2 separate regions of the Oryzias latipes genome follow, and region 1 is linked to region 2. A link is a contact called in public Hi-C data. All regions are on one chromosome and are shown on one strand. Each heading gives the region's core, a stretch centred on a gene start, on an enhancer-like site or on the middle of the called end of the contact. The rest is flanking DNA. Distances are from core to core; before and after follow the strand shown. Region 1 overlaps LOC101169865 (protocadherin gamma-A11). Region 2 overlaps diaph1 (protein diaphanous homolog 1).

The links. A called contact is a pair of places that touch in the nucleus more often than the background predicts.
Region 1: a contact with region 2 is called in a Hi-C map of gastrula embryo, with 1.8 times the contacts expected there. The contact joins two enhancer-like sites. A contact is called at or near these places in 3 of 5 Hi-C or Micro-C datasets (embryo, fibroblasts and gastrula embryo).

The regions. Positions count from the first base shown.
Region 1 is chr10:14,776,554-14,780,171 of ASM223467v1, forward strand. The region is part of intron 1 of LOC101169865 (protocadherin gamma-A11); the gene reads right to left. Among protein-coding and RNA genes, the nearest start is that of LOC101173604, 18 kb to the right of the region's middle. Within about 2 kb of position 2,133, at least 5 of the 8 cell types and tissues checked have an H3K27ac peak or open chromatin away from gene starts, as enhancers often do. A contact at or near this core is called in gastrula embryo, where this site is marked.
Region 2 is chr10:14,734,351-14,737,957 of ASM223467v1, forward strand. It overlaps diaph1 (protein diaphanous homolog 1), which reads left to right. Exons shown (of 27, transcript XM_011480127.3): 26 at 3,303-3,392. Among protein-coding and RNA genes, the nearest start is that of LOC101173604, 60 kb to the right of the region's middle. Within about 2 kb of position 1,416, at least 5 of the 8 cell types and tissues checked have an H3K27ac peak or open chromatin away from gene starts, as enhancers often do. A contact at or near this core is called in gastrula embryo, where this site is marked.

The sequences.
Region 1 (3,618 bases), core at 883-3,382, 43 kb after region 2:
CTGTCAACATCCAGATGAGAAAGCTCAGATGAATGGAAACTTATTGAAACCACAGGAAGAAGGAAGTACATCTTCTTAAAACAAATCTAATGGAAAGTAAAGCTGCGTTATTAAGCAAACAAAACAGAAAGTGAATGAAAATAAGAACCACAAGCCTCCCACTTTGTAAACGTACAATACAGTCTAAAGTTGACTCATCAATGAATTCATGTGGGCGGGACTGTCAGCCTGTTGGAGTTGTATGAAGAGAAAAGCTCAGATCAGTGGTAGCAAACATCCACAGAAAAAGGCCCAGCATTCCAGCTGTGCGATCTCCCACCATGCATATTCAAACCTGCACTTTTCAGGTCTGAAGTCAAATCCATATGCAGGAATCTGAAACACTTTCTACATCAAAACCTACACAGTGCATATCAATACAAAGCTTTTGATGCTCAAGAAGGCTGTTTATCATATTTAACATGCAGAGGTTGCCATGTTTTCCCACAAGTGTAATGAAAGTGAAGGTCAGAAAGTGAGTCAGACTTCCATACACTACATGCCAAACTAAAAGCTTCACAAGACATCAATCTTCTATCAGATAAATCAAAGTACTTGAGGGCTCTGTGTGGATTACAGTCATACTAAGTTACACCTTCATGTAGTGTACAGGTGGTGCTGATAAATCACTGCAGAAACTGGGTTGATCCTCACATGGGAACAGATGGAGGCCAGCAACTCCATTTTCCATCCTGAGTCTGAACTTTACTCAAACATCTTGTTTACCCATTGTAACTTTTAAGATTTATTCAGTTATGTTAAAGAATGATAAATGGGTGACATGATTTAAAATATGCTTCAAATTTTACTACATGAAACCACCTGTGTCTTCGCTGCCAGTAAAAAAAAAAAAAATATGACTTACAATTGTAGTAAAACAGTCAGGAATGAACCACTAAAAAAGATTTTTGTTAAAGTGCTGCAACTGACTTTCAGACAGACATTCATATGACAGCATTTAACCTTCACATGCCAAAGACAGCATCTTCGTATTGAACATGCCAGTGGAAATTTGGCTTCCAAAACGTTTCCCATCTGAGATGAGTTTGCACTGTCATGACTGATTACCATGATGCTTCATTTTAAAGGGGGGTTAAAAACTGCTCAGTTTGACCCAACAAAGCCTTTAACTAGATTCACTATTTGAACCAAATGAAAATGATGGTTTAAAAAATGCTACTCTAACATCAAGTCAGTCTATGTTGGCAAAATTTGACATTTTATAAATGACACTATAAATGACAAATGGTCAGAGTTGAGAAGCAAAGGTTGTTAGTTTTGTTTTTACTAGGGATCAAAGTGATTAGTCAAATCTAGAAACAACTAAAAGACTGTAAGACATGTCCCGAAATGCTAAAGCTAATGATTCGTTTCACTGCAGTCACTTCCACCCAAACCTTTGAAGTTTGCACATGGATGAACAGGGTGTGCCAGAACAGCAAACAACAGATGTAAAAGGAATATAAAGAGGGACAGTGGGGAGGAACTAAAGCCTCGGGGTCCTACTAAAATTACACTCTACTGCAGGGCTTCTTTTTTGTTTTGTTTTGCTCACAGTGATTGTTTATGCTCTGCAGCCATGCTGATCTGTGCCTTCTGTCACCATTACACACATGCATGAAGCTGTTCTCTCTTCCCTGTTTTCTCTCCCTTTTTTCTTTTGTGCTGATTGCACACGTGCCACTGGGACAGGGAAGACAGATGGCACCCTGCTGACCTCAGGGACCGCATAGATCAAAGCTCTATGTATAAAAGCACCAGCTCACACAAAGGAAGCCTACGCAGAAGGTAAAGATAACATCAGGAAATTTGCATCTTTTTATCTTGTATCAAAATGAAGCATTATTGACATCCTTTCACAGACGACTATCAGATGTTTTCCTCCAGTACTTTCTACACATTCAGCCAGTCAATTTCTGATTGTGCTTCACCAAACATGTAAAAATTTAAAGGATGACCCCAAATCTGAATGAATAAAAGCTCCATGATTTAGATAAAAGAGGGAATGGCCTCTCGCTCTGAGCTCTGGAACCAATCAACTAAGAGTTCAAAGGACAACAGGAAGTCAGGGGTCAGACTAATGACCCCACAAATTCCTGTTTTTCAGCTACTGCTTTAGTCTTCACTCTGTCCCTCCACCCTCTAACCTCCAAATCTCTCCCTCTGTCATCCTGTTCCTCTTGGTCTCCTAGCATTAAACTGAGTCCCCCTCATCTGGACATCTCCTAGCCATCTGTTAGTTGGCTGCTAATGTTTTCCCGTTTCCTCTTCCTTTGCCACTTCAGCTTTATATTTTCTCTTCTCTGTCCAACTTTTTAGTCCTAAAGGGAAACACTTTTCACCCAAACTGCTTCATCTCAAATCATCACCATAAGTCTTAACTTCTAAAAGGATTAATGAACTATAATGTTTGCCTTTTTCATTTTCCAAAACCCTTAGGTCATTTTTTCAAGAACAGATTTTCAAAAACGAATTCTGCAAAGGTGGAATCAAATGCTTCTGTCAGGAATCAGATGTAAGATCTTTGTTAGGAACATAAAAAAAAAAAAAACATTTCTAAAAATTATGGATTTCCAAAACTATTCAAATGGAAACATCTGCATGAAAAATATTCCAACATTTCATCCCATCCTGTCCCAACGAAGGCCTCACCTCACTGACTGAGTTCATAGGCTCCTTCCTGCTGAGTGTCATGTTAAGTGTGTTGTTCTGACTCAGCATGGGAGTCTTCATAAATACAAAGTCACTTCTACTTGAGATGGTGGAGTAGCAGGGCCTGTAGGTTCGTGCATATGGCTCCTGGGCGCCTCCTACAACCTCCATATATCGAATCGGTCCATCAGTGTTAAGCTGCAGGTGAAGGTCTTTGCTGGGCCTCTGATGGTAGCGGCTCGAACTGTGGCGACCGTAGCAGCAGCACTCAGAGTCCCCAAACCCTGGGCCGCGGTGTCGCAGGCAGCGTACCATAAGAACAAAAAACGTGATGAAGGACACTGCTGACACGCAGGCCAAAGAAATGATGAGATAAAAAGTGATATCCGGCATCCCAGTGCTGGGATAGAAGCGGTCAGGGGTTGCTGGAGGATTATTGGCTGTGCTCTTTTCATCCACAGTTACTGTAATGTTCACAGAGCTAGATTTTGGTGGGTCACCATTATCCTGGATAATGACTGTTATGTCATATGTTGACCCCTCTTCCTCCTCAGCCCACTTTCGGGTGGTTCGGAGCTCCCCAGTGTGGGCCCCAATGCGAAACATGCCGGCATTTGGTCCTGGGGCGATTGAGTAAAACAACCAGGCATTGTGCCCACTGTCTGCATCCACTCCGACCAGCTTGCTTACAACATGCCCAGGCCCAATAGACGGGGGCACCGTAAGCTGCAGTCTTTTGTCTTTAGGGAAGGAGGGATGAACAATCACTGGTGCATTGTCATTCACGTCCACCACAAACACATGCACAGTGACATTATTTGTCCGTGGGGGTACCCCGGCATCTTGGGCCTGCACCTCAATACGGAAAGCATTAAGCTGTTCGTGATCTAAGGAGCGCAAGCTGTGGATGTGCCCAGTCTCCGGGTT
Region 2 (3,607 bases), core at 166-2,665:
CTTTTAAACTGTTTAATGCTATTCCTTAAAAAAGCCTTCTGGCACATTGTCCCATAACATATACCCGTGACCACTCTCTCATCCCTGCATGCACACAGTGAGCTCTCACATCCAGCCTTGTGGCCACATTTATGTTCCCAGACTTTTTTTTTCTTCGTCTTTTAGACTGTGACCTACTTTCAGTGCATTTCTCCCCTCTTGGGCTCAACTTGGGTTCTCCAGAGATTCAGCTTTCCACACTCAAATTTTTCTACAGTGTCAGTGCATTTTTGTGACTATAATTCCTGATGCTTACTTTCAAACTCTTTTGTTTATCTTAACTTTTGGAAAGAGGCTGTTCCTAAAAAAACAGTTTTGGCTCATTATCCTGATGGCTCATGCTCTAGCTGGCATCTCCTCATCTCACGCTCTTTTTTTCTTCTATTTGTTTTTTTTTACTTTACCTCTCTGGTTATTTTATTTAGAATAAAGGATGATTCTCCTTTTATTACCCGTTATCTCTGTCTTTAGAATCTAAAGCTGCATCCCAGTTGCTAAAACTCACGTTCAGCCTGTCAGACACATATGAAACATAGTAGTGCTTCAAAGAGAAGTGTTGGGGGTGTGTTAGTGGGCCAGAGACCATTTACATACAGGTGGCTTATTTGACTCTCCTGCAGTCGTCTCATCCAAAGCTCCTATTTGAATTAAACCACATTTAAATGTCTCTTGTATGAACTTGATCTTTGTTCAGAATTTGTTTACAACCCTCATAAGTAAAAAGGTTGTTTAAAACAGCAGCTGAAAGGAGCCATTTAACTGCTGCTCATGTTTTTTTCCCCACCTGTTGGCTCCCATACTTTTGCTATCTCTGGAATTCACCCTGCATTGGCGTTTCTTTTTGACTGCAAACCTTAAATCTCAGTTATTTGTTTAACCTTGAGAAGGTCAGTGTGTGTTTTCAGTTTGTGGCCTTTAGGTTTGGAATCTCACAGGCTCATTACAACACATACACAGACACACAAAGACAGACATACACTCAAACTGTGTGAATGTGCTGTATGGCTGTGGATCGTTCTTCTGAAAGTCTTTCTGGATTGCTCCTCATCGCATATGTTAGTGATTGAATAAATATGTACATTTACAGTGTCTTATTTATATCATGTACTTGGACATTTTTCATCACACTAAACAAAGTACTGAGCCAGTAATCTTCTACCACACCCAACAGCTCAGTGAGATGTTTGTTCTAATTACATCTGACAGGAGAGCTTGTCATAAATTCAACTTTTGGGAGCTGAAATCCTTCTTTTCTGAAGCTAGGTGTCAGTCGTGTCTGCAAAAAGACTGCATGTTGTCACATGAGGTAAAGGGTGTGTGCAGTTGTGGCCTGACCATCTCCTTCCTCTGTTATGGGAACTGCCACAGGGAGTGCTCGTGCTCCACAGATGGGATGGCAGCGTGGGGGAAGGGACGGCCCAGAGTAGGGCAGCAGATGCTCAGCGGCGGATTAGACTATGTGGTGTCTCTGGAAAGGGGGTTAGAGCAAGGGAGGAGAAAAGCAGCACACAGGAAAAGATGAAAAAGGATAAGTCTGGGGTGCCTGATGTTTTACAGCAAGCTGATTTGGAAAAAAAATATAACTACGGGCACATGAAAAAATAAAGATCCCGTTTAAGTCAGCATAGCTGTTGTGTTTAAAAGGCAATGATCTTTCCCTCTTTGTCATTTCTCATTACATTTCAGTGCAGTTGTTTTGTCTCCTCTGCTATTGTGTGAACTTCCATTGGGGGTGCTAGTGCTCCTTAGAAGACACTGGACCACTGTGTGTTTGTGTTCCACAAAGATGGTCTGTCTCATTAAAGTAGATCGGATCAAGAGGAAGACCTTTAAAATCTCACCCTGTAATACTATTAAACACAATAATCTGTCTTAACTTCTTATTTGCTTTAGGTTGCTACTCTGGTGTTGTTGTCATGCACTGTCAAATGTGTAAAGATTAATTCCCTGTCTGTACTATTCCTAACAAAGAAACCAGTATGGTTTATACCGCCATTACTGTATTGATGATCATGTGGTCAATTATAGAATTATTACAAATTTGTGTGCACATTTTAATACAAACATTTTTGTTTTTCCACTTGAAGTCTGATTTATTGCTGATAATTTTGACAAATCTTTATGGTTAGGAAAACTTATACAGTGCCTTGTTTAAAAGTAAGGCTGTCTTTCACAACTTCACAAATAGGAGTTGTTTGTATTTTGTTATAGAGAGCTTGAAGCCTAGAACATGTCCAGTTGAGGCTGGATTTTTACTCTGACAACAAAGACTATGTTTAGTGCACAACCATTTCTTTATTCTTTCTGTTCATTTTCACAAATAGGTCAGTGTGTCTGTGCTTCCAGTGTTTTAGTCTACTCATGTGGTTACTCCAAGTAAAACTGAGTAAACACTGTCTTTATATTATGGATAATAAATGGATTTGTGCAGTTCCTGGGGTTGAACATTGAGGGGTGTGTGTGAGCTATAGAAAACTGAGGAGTGTGTGACAGAAACTTTCTCAGACATGACAAGTGAGACCACAGGCCATCTGCCCTTTGGATTACTGCAGGATTAAACTGTATGTGTGTGTGTGTGTGTGTGTGTGTGTGTGTGTGTGCTGTGTTTGTGATTGGGAGCTAGAGATGTGACAACACAAACCTTTAACCCCCCCAACACTACTGCCTCATCCGCTGTGCACTCTGCCTGTATTCTGGTTGAAATGGAAATGATTGAAACCATCTGTCTGAAGGCTGAGCTTTGCTACTGAACGCTGCCCACCGTGTTGCCCATAGCCCTGAGAGTGAGCGCCCCACTTAGTTTGGAGCACATTCACTTGAGTTTGAGGCAGTGCGCAGAATGCAAATGTAAACAAATGCGCAAACAAAGAGACCCCATATGTGGCCTGTAGTTACATGTAGTATTGTACGCCAAATCGCACACTCAGTCTGAGGTTTTATGTAAATGTTGTTCCTGAGTGTTTATTCTATTTTGAAGGGAATGTTTTACAACGTTAAGAGGTTTGCTTCTTGAAATCGTACAGTGTAGGTTTCAGTTTGATTGGGTCCCTGCCTGGCTGGCTTGGATCTGCCAGCTTCTTGTCGTATTTGTTTTAGCAGGCAGAGAGAAAATAATAAAACTCCCACTGATTTGCCACTTACTAGAGAGGTACATGATGTGAATCTGGGCATGTTTATGAAGAGATGTCTGAATATTGACTCATTAATACTGTTCTTGATGCTTTTTGTCCTGATATATATTCATTTATTTATTTATTTTACAGAGGATGATGAAACTGGTATCATGGACGGCCTGCTGGAGGCTCTGCAGTCTGGTGCTGCCTTCAGGAGAAAAAGAGGTCCACGACAAGCAGGTACTTATAAATAGACATCTTCAGAACACAAGTATATGTTTTCAGGTTTTCTGTTGGACTTTCTGCCACAGATCCTGCCTCGAGATGGAAGCAAATGAGCTCAAAGCTTTTTGTTGTTCACTTAAAGGAGCTCATTTGTTTTTGTGGGTATGGCTGTTGTCGCTGTCTCTTTTTGTGCGCCTTTTTCATTTCGGAGGGATGAGTACAGGGGACCC